Regions from separate parts of the Sus scrofa genome. Here regions 2, 3 and 4 are each linked to region 1. Evidence: chromatin contacts called from public HiChIP or PLAC-seq data. All regions are on one chromosome and are shown on one strand. Each heading gives the region's core, a stretch centred on a gene start, on an enhancer-like site or on the middle of the called end of the contact. The rest is flanking DNA. Distances are from core to core; before and after follow the strand shown.

What was found. HiChIP or PLAC-seq counts read pairs in DNA pulled down with a chosen protein or histone mark.
Region 2: an H3K27ac HiChIP or PLAC-seq map of alveolar macrophages shows a contact between it and region 1, with 2.4 times the contacts expected there. The contact joins the enhancer-like site here to the promoter of DUSP1 in region 1. A contact is called at or near these places in 13 of 47 Hi-C or Micro-C datasets (adipocytes, alveolar macrophages, embryonic fibroblasts and 7 more) and 2 of 2 datasets of contacts at active chromatin or transcription factors (alveolar macrophages and skeletal muscle).
Region 3: a contact with region 1 is called in an H3K27ac HiChIP or PLAC-seq map of alveolar macrophages. The contact joins the promoter of ERGIC1 here to the promoter of DUSP1 in region 1. A contact is called at or near these places in 3 of 5 promoter capture datasets (fetal liver and liver), 11 of 47 Hi-C or Micro-C datasets (alveolar macrophages, blood, brain and 3 more) and 2 of 2 datasets of contacts at active chromatin or transcription factors (alveolar macrophages and skeletal muscle).
Region 4: a contact with region 1 is called in an H3K27ac HiChIP or PLAC-seq map of alveolar macrophages. The contact joins the enhancer-like site here to the promoter of DUSP1 in region 1. A contact is called at or near these places in 1 of 5 promoter capture datasets (liver), 19 of 47 Hi-C or Micro-C datasets (alveolar macrophages, blood, brain and 12 more) and 2 of 2 datasets of contacts at active chromatin or transcription factors (alveolar macrophages and skeletal muscle).

The regions. Positions count from the first base shown.
Region 1 is chr16:51,456,964-51,460,099 of Sscrofa11.1, forward strand. It overlaps DUSP1 (dual specificity phosphatase 1), which reads left to right and starts at 1,299. Exons shown (of 5, transcript NM_001256075.1): 1 at 1,299-1,665; 2 at 1,942-2,087; 3 at 2,429-2,648; 4 at 3,082-3,136. The coding sequence starts at 1,299. LOC102166710 (a long non-coding RNA gene) reads right to left here and starts at 919. Exons shown (of 5, transcript XR_001304774.2): 1 at 389-919.
Region 2 is chr16:51,418,560-51,421,785 of Sscrofa11.1, forward strand. No RefSeq gene overlaps it. Among named protein-coding and RNA genes, the nearest start is that of ERGIC1, 17 kb to the left of the region's middle. Within about 2 kb of position 1,837, at least 15 of the 83 cell types and tissues checked have an H3K27ac peak or open chromatin away from gene starts, as enhancers often do. A contact at or near this core is called in alveolar macrophages and retroperitoneal adipose tissue, where this site is marked.
Region 3 is chr16:51,401,634-51,404,903 of Sscrofa11.1, forward strand. ERGIC1 (endoplasmic reticulum-Golgi intermediate compartment protein 1) reads right to left here and starts at 1,880. Exons shown (of 10, transcript XM_003134052.6): 1 at 1,730-1,880. The coding sequence starts at 1,749.
Region 4 is chr16:51,511,946-51,515,425 of Sscrofa11.1, forward strand. No RefSeq gene overlaps it. Among named protein-coding and RNA genes, the nearest start is that of TRNAE-UUC, 37 kb to the left of the region's middle. Within about 2 kb of position 2,181, at least 9 of the 83 cell types and tissues checked have an H3K27ac peak or open chromatin away from gene starts, as enhancers often do. A contact at or near this core is called in alveolar macrophages, omental adipose tissue, retroperitoneal adipose tissue and 1 more, where this site is marked.

The DNA.
Region 1 (3,136 bases), core at 49-2,548:
GGTGCTCAATCAGTGCACATTTGGGGAATAAAGAGATGGAGTGGCTACAACTGTCTTTAAGTAAACGTGACCCAAAACATGTCTGGCGGCCTCGGGAGGGCGCTGTCGAGCCGCGCTGGGGGGGGGGTCCGCCTCCCTTAACACGGAACCCCGCAGTCCTCGACCTGACTTTACGACCCCCCCGACCAGGATTTCAGCCCTCTGAAATCTTCTAACCTTTCTTAGTTCACAATGGTCTGGGCAAGCACATGACTGAGAAAGACCTTTTTCCTCTTGGGTTTGACTGGAAGGCATTTTACTTGTTAAATGTACATTTTATTTTTAAGTAACAGGAGAGTAGTCTGGGGAGTAGGAAAATATTTCCCTGAACACCTCCACCCCAACTCACCCCGGTTGTTCTTGGCTGGACAAACTCGTTAATTTTCCTCCAACCTTCATTTCAGGCTCCTCTCTGTCCCTCGACCCCCAGCAGCGTGATGCTGGGCAAGTAAATAGCCTCTCCTTGAGAACCTGTTTCCTCGCCTGTTGGGGATGAGGAAATGAGAGAAAGGGGCCCACATCTCTGCAAAAACGCAGGAAACCCCTTTCCGTTCTGCTCTGCGGCGGAGGGGGCGCGGGGAAGGGGCACAGGGCGGGGGGAAGGGAGGCGGAGGCCGGTGGCATGCGGCCTGATCTCCCAGCCGCTCTCAACACCGAGGTCAGCCTTCAGCTGCTCGCGCGCCCTTCCTCTCTCCTCCCTGCCGGTCCCGGAGAGTAGCTCGGGCCAGCTCCCCGGGGACGCGCCAGGCGCAGGCCGGACGGCCCGGCGGGGGATGGGACCCGAGCCAGAGCGCAGCCAGCGGACCCCACTCAGAGGCCGATGACGTCTTCCCCTTTGGCTCGGCCGGCGCCAAGCCCGGCAGGGCGGGTGACGTCACCACACCGGTCACGTGACCGTCATTCAAACAAACAACCCCCTCCCCTTGCGCGCGCGCGCGCGCGCGCGCCTCCGCGCGCCCCTCCCCGCCCCGCCCGCCGAGAGGCCACATATAAGCGCGCTTCCCGCGGGTCTGACTCGCCGTGAAGGACGTTGGGGTTGTAGGTTCTACGCGGGTTGGAGGGGCAGGCAGGGGAGCAGTAAGGAACCCGAGGCGGTCGAGAGACCCGCACGAAGACCCTTCGCTCAGCCCAGAGGCAGTTTGGAGTTTGGCTTAAAGAAAACGAGGGTCAGGCTTTTCCTCGAAAGCCGTCGCCCTCCCCTTGGCTTCCGAGGACAAAGAGCACAAGAAGACTTCACGCTGGGGGCGCTGGGGCCGGCCATGGTCATGGAAGTGGGATCCCTGGACGCCGGAGGCCTGAGGACGCTGCTGCGGGAGCGCGCGGCGCAGTGTCTGCTGTTGGACTGTCGCTCCTTCTTCGCTTTCAACGCCGGCCACATCGCCGGCTCCGTCAACGTGCGCTTCAGTACCATCGTGCGGCGCCGGGCCAAGGGCGCCATGGGCCTGGAGCACATCGTGCCCAACGCGGAGCTGCGCGGCCGCCTGCTGGCCGGCGCCTACCACGCCGTGGTGCTGCTGGACGAGCGCAGCGCTGCCTTGGAGTGCGCCAAACGCGACGGCACCCTGGCTCTGGCCGCCGGAGCGCTCTGCCGCGAGGCGCGCGGCGCGCAAATCTTCTTGCTCAAAGGTACGCCCTCGGGGACGCTCAGGGGCGGGCCGCACGCCCCCTGTCGCCTAGCCCGGGGACCCCCGGCTCTCAGCATCTAGGGGACTGCCCCACCTGGAGCGCCTGGGCGCTCGATCCGCATTCTGGGGACTTGTTGGCTTTGTTTGGTCTGTGAACAAAGACTCGCCTGGGCCTCTCCGGGGTAAACTTCCAGTCCCGTTGGATAGCGGAGTTGTTTGAAGGGTGCCCTGTGTCGGCGGTACTAATGGGAAAAAAAATGTCTCTTTGTATTCCCAGGAGGATATGAAGCTTTTTCTGTTTCCTGCCCGGAGCTCTGCAGCAAACAGTCGACCCCCATGGGGCTCAGCCTTCCCCTGAGTACTAGCGTCCCTGACAGCACCGAATCAGGGTGCAGTTCTTGCAGCACTCCACTCTACGATCAGGTTAGTAGGGGGCCTTACCAGAGGGGAGAAGGAACAGCTGGTAAATGTAGGAGAATATAGAAAGTGACATGCAGCTTTATTTATAACGGGGGACACGGGGATATTTATCCCGTGGTTAAGTGGTATGATGGAGCTGAGTCTCTAATTGTTGGCACTACAGAAGTGAACTTTGTTGGCCCTGCCCAAGCAACTGGGCTTAGTCCCCTATTTTCTATACCAGCAAGATGCTGCGAAGGTCACCCAGTATTGAAACTGACTTGTTCAGGGAGTTTTTGTGGGTGTGGGCATGAGCATTGCCATTGAACAAGGCTTGACAAGTGTTGGATGTTTCTGGATTTCAGGGTGGCCCAGTGGAGATCCTACCCTTTCTCTACCTGGGGAGTGCCTACCATGCTTCTCGCAAGGACATGCTGGATGCCTTGGGTATCACTGCCTTGATCAACGTCTCGGCCAACTGTCCCAACCATTTTGAGGGTCACTACCAGTACAAGAGCATCCCCGTTGAGGACAACCACAAGGCGGACATCAGCTCCTGGTTCAATGAGGCAATCGATTTCATCGGTAAATAAGTGGAACAAGATGCCTGGGACCTGTGCCTCCCTGTTTTAGTTTGAGCCACCGAGCCTAAACTCTACAGCAAGAACTTGAGGGACATTCTTTTAAGCTGTAGACATTACTCTCAGTCAGGTGTGGGTGGCATCCCTATGAAGCATAGATTTGATGTCCCACTTTACAGGTTAGCAAACCGAATCTCAGAATGTTGACTTAATTTGTCCCACATGGGTCTGCTCACATGCCCTGGTCTGGGTTTACATGCCCTGTTCCTCTTGCGCAGTGCCCCCATCCGCCTCCAGGAACAGGGCCCATGTGATGGCATGAGGTGATAGTGACCACCTCTGGACAGGACACACACAGCATCTCTTAGACACCCTCTCCCTGGGGTTGGGGTTGTTCTCCTGGGCTCTCAAGTAACCCGCTGCCCTTTGTTTTCCAGATTCCATCAAGAATGCCGGCGGAAGGGTGTTTGTCCACTGCCAGGCGGGCATTTC
Region 2 (3,226 bases), core at 587-3,086, 38 kb before region 1:
TGGGTTAAGGATTGGGTGTTGCTGTGAGCTACGGTGTAGGTGGCTCAGATCCCACGTTGCTGTTGCTGTGGCTGTGGTGTAGGCTGGCAGCTGTAGCTCCAATTGAACCCCTAGCCTGGGATCCTTCATATGCCATAGTGCAGCTCCCCCCCCCATTTAAAGAATTATAGAGTGAATACCCAAGTATCCATCATCTAGTTTAAGAAATAGAATGTAAAATTGACAGAACACTATAAATAAGCAATAATGGAAAAAATAAAAATCATTAAAAAAAAGAAATAGAACCTTAGGAGGCCCCAGTGCCCTCCCTCCCAAGCCACTTAGAAAGCAGCCACCATCTTGAATTTTGCTTGAGTCACTTCTCTGCTTTTCTTTAGTTTTAGTGTGTGTGTGTGTGTGTGTGTGTGTATAGTGTGTACATTGTATTGTGTATACATTGTAGTGTTTTGACCTTCATAAAATTGGAGGGTATGATTTTGCAACTTGTTTCTTTCATGTATTATCTTTAGGAAATTCCTCCATGTTGATGTGTGCAAGTGTGGAGTATTCATTTTCACAGCTTCGTGGTAGCACATTGTATGTGTGTGTGCGTGTGTGTGCGTGTGTGCGTGTGTGTGTGTGTGTGTGTGTGTGTGTGTGTGTGTGTGCGCGCGCATACACCATCTTAGGGCTGCACCCATGGCATATGGAGGTTCCCAGGCTAGGGGTTGAATTGGAGCTGTAGCTGATCTCGCACTGAGTGAGGCCAGGGATTGAACCTGTGTCCTCATGGTTGCTAGTCAGATTCATTTCCGCTGAGCCACAACGGAAACTCTTGTGTGCATAATTTATCCATTCTCCTGCTGCTAGACATGTGGATAGTTTCTAGGATTTTTTTTCCAACTTCAAAACATTTATTAAATGAAATGATTAAAGATATCTATATCTATATATACCCAGTTGCATATACACATATACATACATTTTTTTTTTCTTTTCCAGCTGTGCCTCTAGCATATGAACGTTCCCAGCCTAGGGATTGAATCTGAGCTGCAGCTTTGACCTATTGGGTCCTTAACCACTGCACCACAATGGGAACTCCTAAAGATATATTTTTATTGTGATAATATATATCTAAACACAAAATTTACCATTTAAACCATGTTTGTGTGTGTGTGTGTGTCTTTTGTCATTTTAGGGCCATACCCATGACATATGGACATTTTAGGGCCATACCCATGACATATGGAGGTTCCCAGGCTAGGGGTCCAATCAGAGTGTAGCTGCCAGCCCACACCACAGCCACAGCAACACGGGATATGTGCTGCGTCTGCGACCTACACTACAGCTCACGGCAACACCAGATCCTTAACCCACTGAGCAAGGCCAAGGATTGAACCTGCATCCTCATGGATACTAGTTGGGTTCATTAACCACTGAGCCAGGACAAGAACTCTCCCCATTTAAGCCATTTTTAAGTGTACATTTCAGTGACATTAAGGGCATACACACCTGGTTCTACAACCCTGGCACCATCACCCTAAAGAACTGTCTCAACTTCCCAGACTAAAACTCTGGAGCAGTTAAACAATGACGCCTCCTTCTCTCCTCCCCACAACCCTTGACAACCCCCATTTTACTTCTGGTCTCTATTAGTTTGACTCTTCTAAGTACCTTCTTTAAGTAGAATCATAAAGTGTCTTTTTGAGGCCAGCCCATTTCACTTGGCATAATATCCTCAAACGGAGGTGAAAGAGAAAGTGGGCCCTTTTGCTTCTCAGGCTGAGTCCCAGGGTGGGGATGAGCTAAGCTTGGGGTCAGGACGTGGTGAGGTGGCTCCTGGGAGGGTCAGGGCGGGGAGGGTGAGTGAGGTAAGGGCTGAGCCTGACGTCAGGGCTGATGGAGGAAGTGATTAGGACCAGGAAATAGGCTTGCTGAAACCACCCCAGCAGGATCAGCCGAATATTCCTGGCATCGACTGCCATTTAAAACATAGTAATAATTACATTTTTAAAAATGTGCCACTCGATCCTTCCAATAACCCTGGAAAGGGGTTATTCTGATTCCCTGTTAACAGAGAAGGAAATTGGAGCTCAGCTCCAGGACCCTCAGTGAAGAAGTGACAAAACCCCAAATGCACGACGGCTCTTCCTGGTGTCCCAGCCCTCCCCCTGCCCTGTGTCCTCTTGTAGAGACCCCGAATGTTCCGTGAAGGGTAAAATGTTCCAACAATACAGAAAATCTTCAGATGAAGATGCTGGTAATCCTTCCATTGGGTAGGTGGTACTAATACTTCCAGCCATGTCTGGACAGCCAGGGTCCGTGCAGCCCCCGCCTTAAATGTTCAAGTTCACTTCCAGAGACTGCACGGGCCTGTGTCCGGGGTCCTGCCTGATAAGGGCAGACCTAGAGCCGAGGGATGACCAGGGGTCTGCTTTGGAGCGTGGGGAGTAAGTAGAGCAAATGTGAGCTGGGCTGTCCTCTCATAGCTGCCCAGAGGCTGGATCTGGGACAGGAATCGAAAGTGCAACTAACAGTATTAATGGCCTGAACCTAGCCAGAACCCAGACTGGGACTCGGACCCGCATCTTAAATTAGCACTCACCGGATGTCTGGACTCACTGAGGTTCAGGTTCTTCATGCCTCCGCGCAGAAGGAATTCAGTGAGAGACAAAGTGATGGGCAAGAAATAGATTGATTAGGACAGGACACTTGTGAGAGATGCAAGCGGGCAGGCATGGAAGCTCTGCCCCGAGGGTTCTGTTGGACTACAGTTTTATCCTCCAAGGCGGGTGGGGGTTGGGAAAGCCCACCTCTTCCTTTCTGGGAGTAGCAGCTCCTCCTTAGTATCCAGGAAGGAGCGTATTCAAAGCAGCAGAAGGACGGTCTTCAAATTCTTGCCCTGGGTCTGAATCTGAATGCAGGCCTCATCCCTCTTCTCACCCAATGACCTGAGGCACATTTTCTGCCTCCACTATTCCAATGAGCCTGCCTGGTGCTGATGGCTTTCTTGAGCAGTTATTAGCTTACAGTGACCTCCCAATGTCCCCTAAGCTTCCTTCTTTAACTTCGGTCCTTTACTGGGACTTTTATAACTACCTATGCCTGCTCCATCCCTATCAAAGGGAGGGGACACACCAAAGAGCAAAAGGGAGCTTCCTGGGAATTCCCATTGTGGCTGAGTGGAAACGAATCTGACCAGTATCCATGAAGACGTGGGTTCAATGCCTGGCCTTGCTCAGTGGGT
Region 3 (3,270 bases), core at 630-3,129, 55 kb before region 1:
CAATCTAGGTCCCATGAGATCCAGGGCAAGATGCTCAGCCATCACGCCTCAGCCTCCTCCTCTTAAAAACGGGGAGGTTAGGTGCAGAGGGAATGAATGGCAGGCCCCAAAGCAGTGGCTTCTCCAACAAGGTCAAAATCACCGAAACCTACTGAATCACGTGGGGACGGGAGGCAGGGGCAGAAATTACCAGCCTGGGTAAGAGGAGGCCTTATGGATCCAGGAATCAACGTGCTTCTACAGCTTTCTCAGGGCCGGTCTGTTAACTGTCAGTATGCCGATCGCCCCTGAGTTCCATCAGAAGGGCTTACTGCTTCTTTGTAACTGCCCTGGGTCTGCCAGCATTTAGCTGGGGTGCCAGCCCCAGGGCTGGGAGCAAGGGGCCAGCTGTTTATGACATGGCACTGGTGCCCAGGGCAGGCCGAGGGCCACATCAGCCAGGGCAAGAGGTCCAAGGCCAATGTTCTCTCCAGGCTTGAACCTCAAAACGCCCACGTGCCATGGCGGTCACCGCCAGGCTCTTCTTCTGGGGAGGCTGTCACTTGACCCCAACTTCCTTCACACCTGTAGGGTGGGAAGGAGCAGGCAGGCACCAGAATCCTTATTTTGTGGATGAGAAAGTGGCTTCATGGGGAGGCTGCCTGTCCACCAACGTCCCATTTCAGAGCTCTGAGTTAAGCCCGTTGCATGCACTCAGCCCTCACAGGTGGGGACTTTATTTTTAGCCCCAATCTTCAGGTGGTGACAGATACTGAGAAGGCACAGACATCTGCCCAAGTCATCCAGCTGAGCAACTAAGGGGAGACCTGAACCCAGAGCCTCTGCCCCTAACTTCTAGAAGATGCCAAGCTGCTCAATGGAGGAGGAAGAGACAGGATTCTAATCCAGCTTCTCCCCACTACAGCCCTGATATTTTCCTGGCTATACCCCCGCCCGCCAGCAGTGTGGGTGCCTCAGGCCAGGACATCTCCTGGCGCTTCGACACCCCAAGGTAAAGTCTGCTGAAGACCCCTTGTCAGCAGGCCTCCAGAAGGCCTGGCCCAGCACAACGTGGACCATGAGGCGGCTGCACCCACAAAGGGCCCATTGTGGTGATTGCAGAAAGCCAGGGCCAGACCCCGCTGGGCCCTCTGCAGAGCCTTGAGCAGAGCCTGCGGCCTCCTGCCCTTCCCCATGCAGCCCCCAGACCCAGAGCGCAGGACCAGGGGGGCTGGAGGACAGGCCTCCTGCGTGGGAGAGCCTGAGCTTAAGGAAACCTGAAACGCTCCAGCTGTTGCCTGGCGGGTGGGACTGCAGACCCCTGCGGATCCCCGGGGGCTCATCCGGGGTACCCTGCACGCACCTGTCAGCTAGGGTGGGGTCCACGCAATGAGGCTCTGTGGAGGGGAGGAAGGGGGTGGCTGGCTTGCTCCTAACCTAGGGGAAGCAGGAAATCCGTTTCCCAGCCTGGGGAGGACCGGGATGCGAGTTTGCGAGGTGCCGGGGCAGCCTGGGGAGGGGACTCCCCGGAGGGAAACGGTGGAGCGAAACAAGAGGTGGGTGGCCTCGCCTCCCGCTGCACGAGGGGGCCCTTTGTGTGCGGCTGGGGGCCGCCCGGGGTCCCCGAGGCCTTCGGAGGCATGCACCGGGCGAGGGAGGCCGCTTTGGCATCCCAGGCGGGAGGGATGCACCCCCCCCCGCCCCGTGCCCGCGGAGGGGACTCCCCGGTGGCCGGGGTCGCCACACTCACCTCCTGAAGTCAAAGGGCATCGTGCCGCCGCCGCCGCCGCTGCCGCCGGGGGTGGGAGCGCTGCAGGCCAGGTGGGCCGCGGCGCCGCGTGGGTCCCAGCCCGCTGCCAACGCCTCCTCCGGCCGCCCCGCCCCCGCCGGCCGCCCCCCGCCCCCGACACTCGCCGCTCGCCTCCCGCCGCCGGGAAGTGACGCTCTGCGCAGCTCATTGGGCGCCGCCACCGCCCCCGGCCGCCCCTTCCGCCTCCCGGTTAAAGGGGCCCGGGGGGCCCGAGGGCCTGGGGGGCGGGGAGGGGGAGGGGCGGGCCTTGGCGGGAGCGCGGTGGGGGTCGAGGCTCTCCGAGGCGGAAGAAGCACCCAAGGACTCGCACGGTCATTCCTTCGAAGCACCCCCGTCTGTTTTCCATCACTTTCTGTGTGGCCTTGAGCAAATCCCACTGCCTCTGTGAGCCTCCGTTACCTTGCACATATAAAACAGTTTCCCTGCGTGGTGACAATTACATGGAATGGTCCAGATCTGGGCTATGCACAACGTTTGACTCTGAGGAAGGGCCGGGTACTGTGAAAGAAAAGAGGAGGTCAGGAGGGCCTAGATTTGTAAAGTGGTCCCTGCTGTGCCTCTCTAGGAAAGACACTTGGCTTCTCTGAGCCCACACCCCTTTCCAGGTCTGCACACACATGAGGATGACACTTACTGGAGGAGCTTTTTGGGGGGATCAAATGAGAAAGTTGGGTGACGGATTAGTGTGATGCTTGGCACCTAGCAAATGTTTCATCACCTGCAGCTATTGTGGTTGGCCTGCTAACTCCGGTCTCTACTTGCATCTTCCGTTTGTGGTTCCTACCAACGGTATTCACTGAGCCAGGCTCCCAACCCGGTCTATTGCAGGCGGGGGCACCTCTATGAGCCTGTTTCCTTCTGCAAAATTCACAGGTAATCAGCATCTCCTTCGGAGTTCCCCAGTTGTGGAGCAGCGGGTTATGAACCTGACTAGTATCCTTGAGGATGTGGGTTCTATCCCTGGCATTAACTCAGTGAGTTAAGGTTCCAGCGTTGCCGCGAGCTGTGGTGTAGGTGGCAGATGCTGTTCGGATCTGGCTGTTGGCTTGGCTGTGGTGTAAGCAGGCAGCTGCTGCTCTGATAGGACCCCTAGCCTGGGAACTTCCATATGCCACCGGTGTGGCCCTAAAAAAAAAAAAAAAAAAAAAAAAAAAAAAAAAAAAAGACCAAAAAAATCAATCAATCAGCATCTTCTTCCAGGACTGGTGGGTTAGAGGAGAAGGTAGTTATAACATAAGACCAGTGTGGGGGAAACTCATTCTGAACTTCCTGTTCTATAGCTGACACCACCCCTAAGGTTATGCTTAATACAGAGCTTGAAAAATCCTGGGGGAGGAAGGTGGGGGCTCATGTTCACAAAGCGGGGCCAGCAGGGGGTTTCTTCATCTATAAATAGAGGGAAATGCTGGTACCTATTTCTGTGGGAGGCTTCAGAATGCACAGTGCCAGCTTGGGTCTGGTGGAGAGTGGGGGCGGTGAAC
Region 4 (3,480 bases), core at 931-3,430, 56 kb after region 1:
GTGACAACAGTGCCTGACCCCGCAAAAGTGCCATCTGTGTTAGAGGCTGTTGTGGTCGCTTGCAGACCCCCCTGCCAGTCTGCTCAAGCCTGAGCAGGATCCTTAACCCACTGAGCAGGGCCAGGGATGAACCCCCGTCCTCACGGATACTAGTCAGGTTTGTTACCGCTGAGCCACGACGGGAACTCCAAGATGTCCCTTTGTAAGACTGAATATTCCATTGTATGCATACACCGCAGTTTCTTTATCCACCCTTCCATCCATGGACATTCAGGTTGTTTCTGCATCTTGGCTACTGTGAATAGAGCTACAGCGAACATCAAACTAAAAAGTTTCCGCACAGCAAGGGAAACAATGAGCAGAATGAAAAGGCAACCTATAGAATGGGAGAGAATATTTACAAACCAATGCTAGGGTAAGAGATGTACCCAGAAAGGTATAAGGAACTCTTTTTTTTTTTGTCTTTTCTAGGGCCGCACCCGTGGCATATGGAGGTTCCCAGGCTAGTGGTCTAATTGGAGCTACAGTTGCCGGCCACAGCCACAGCCACAGCCACAGCCACAGCAATGTGGGATCTGAGCCGTGTCTGCGACCTACACCACAGCTCACAGCGATGCCAGATCTTTAACCCACTGAGCAAGGTCAGGGATCGAACCCGAAACCTCATGGTTCCCAACTGGATTCGTTTCCACTGCGCCACGATGGGAACTCCCCATAAGGAACTCTTAAAACTCAAACTAGTCACCTGATTTTAAAATGGGCTAAGGAGTTGAATACACATTTCTCCAAAGAAGACACACAATGGCCAACGGGTATATTGAAAGGGGTTCAGTGTCACTAATCATCAAAATCTCACACCTGTCAGGGTGTTTTTTTGTTTGTTTTGTTGTTGTTTTTTGTTTTTTTGTTTGTTTAAATCACCAACCAAAGAAAACAAGTGTTGGTGAGGATGTGGAGAAACCAGAACCCTTGAGCACTGTTGGTGGGAAGGCAAAATGGTGCAGCCGCTGTGGACAACAGTATGGAGGGTCCTCAAGAAATTAAAAATATAACTACCGTATGATCCTGCAGTCCCACATCGGGATATGCATGCAAAAGAACTGAACCCCAGCTTTCTTTGAAAGTAGTCAGTTCTCTCCTTCCCGACCTGTTCCCTGGCAAGAAGTTACTGCCCTTCTCCCCTATTCCCACTGCCCCTGGGCTCAGGTACCTTGCTGGGGGTGTTCAGGGAGCATCTGCTGGTGGGATTAACAGCCCTGGGCGCTCTGGGGGGGCGGGGGGGGGGGGCTGCATGTCTCACCAGAGCTGTGAAGGGTTCATTCAACTAGGGGCCTCTGCCGCCACCTACCGGGCATCTGAGGAAAGGGCTTTACAGTCACCCATGGAGCTCTTTCTGTTGTCTGGACATCTGTAAATTTATATATTTATAAATGTTTGCATATTTATGAATGCCACCATATGCAGCAATAAAAGCAGCTATGACTTAATCAAATGATTACTATATGTCAGCTATTGTACCAGGTACTTTCAAAACACCATATCTTGATCTCCAACAACTTTAAAATGTGGCTGGTGTTATCTTGTTGTATGTATGTATGTATGTATGTATATATGTATTGCATTTTTAGGGCCCAGGCTGGGGGTCAAATCGGAGCTGCAGCTGCCAGCCTACGCCACAGCCACAGCAACGCCAGATCTGAGCCACATCTGGGACCTACACTACAGCTCATGGCAACCCATTGAGCTAGGTCAGGGATCGAACCTGCATCTTCATGGATACTAGTCAGTCTTGTTACCGCTGAGCCACAATGAGAATTTCCTTGATGTATTTATTCAAAGAGAAAGCGAAAGAGACTCCGAAAGAAAAAGTGGTCAAGTTCCCACTGCTACAGATGGCCAAGTTCGGATTCTTACCCAGGTTTCTCTGGCCCCAGAATGGGGCTGAGCAGTGTCCTGGAGAAAGGCAGAGAGGCAATGAGAGGGTGGGTAGGAAAGGAGGAAGAAGGGAGCAGAGGGCTGTAGAAGGCTCTGGAAACTACTCTTGGTGCCCTTCCCAGGAAAACTCACTCATGTTTCCTCCCTCTTGGAGGCACCCATGCTGTCCCAAGGCCTGGCTCTGAGCCCTCCTCAGGACTTCTTCCCCACGACCCTGGGCATGCACCCCCTCACCCAGTACCACACAGGGGTGGAGAGCCTGGGCCACCATCCTCCCAGACGTGTGGGGCAGGGGTGAGGCTGACTCCAGGCCCTAAGCCTGGTGCCCGGGGGACCAAAGTCAATCACCCTTGGACAAGGGTAGGCACCCAGGTTTTGAGGGTCTGAGAGTCAATCTCCTCGAAGTCTGGGGGCCTGGTAGTTTCCCCACATGCTCTGATGGTCAAGGGCCCTGTCTGCTACCGGATGTGCCCTCCTCTCAATGGAGGGCACGTTGCTGATGTCAGGGAGACCAGCGCTCTTTTTCTGGCGCTGCCACTTTCTAGCTCAGTGATCTTGGGCAACTCCCTTCACCTCTCTGAGCCTCACTTTACCCTTCTGTAAAGTGGGCCTAATCCCAGTCCCTACCTGTTAGGGCTCAATTGGAATCAAGTGAAAACACCTGTGTCGAGCCCTGCGGACACGGTAATAAATGATATTATGAAGGACCTCACAGCCAGACAGCAGCCGTGCCTCAGAGCCTCTGCAAGGCTGAGAGGTGCCGTGAGATGCCCCTGAAGAATCGGGGAAACTGAGTCACTGGGCCAGGAAGTGCCTGGGTCCAGAGTTCAGCCTGAGTCACAGACCTAATGCTGGCAAACCTCCTGCAGCCACCTCCAGAAAGGCTTCGGGCCACTGTCTGTTGGCCTCCTTCGCTCCCTGCCCCATCATCCAGGCCAGGCCAGGTCCCATCTATGTATCTGCCGAGGGAAGGATGCTCTGAGATGCACATTTCTCCCCCCTTACGGCTGGGGGAACCGAAGCTGCAAAGAGGGAGCTGGTGGCTGACCCAGGGCCGCAAAGCTATGTTGGGGGTAGGACCCCGACTCCCCCTCGGGGGCGCCCGTCAGCAAAGTTCCCAGTGGCTGGGCCCGCTCAGGGCTGGCTCACGCCCCCAGCCCAGGCCAGGATCAAAGGCGACGCTGCAGGAAGCCCTTCCCATCTGACTTCCCCAGAACTAGGACACGCTTTGACGTCAACACGTCCACATTCCTGCCCTCCAGCCCCAGGGCGGGGGCACCGATTTCCTCCCACCAGCGTTGGCATCACAAACAGGAAGCTGGGTCATGCGGGCAGGGCCGGGCTGGGCACCGGCAGGAGGGGGCGGGAGCCCAATCCCGGCCTCAGTTCCCAGCTGACACCCAAGGGGAGCTGTTTGATGTGTCCCCAGTCACATTGTTCCTAAGGCGCTTACAAAGAGGCTTCGGTGACTTTGTCCTTTTTGGTCCGCACGCACTCTCGTTCTCATTCGTTACGACTCTCTTACTGATGAACAATAATGGCTAC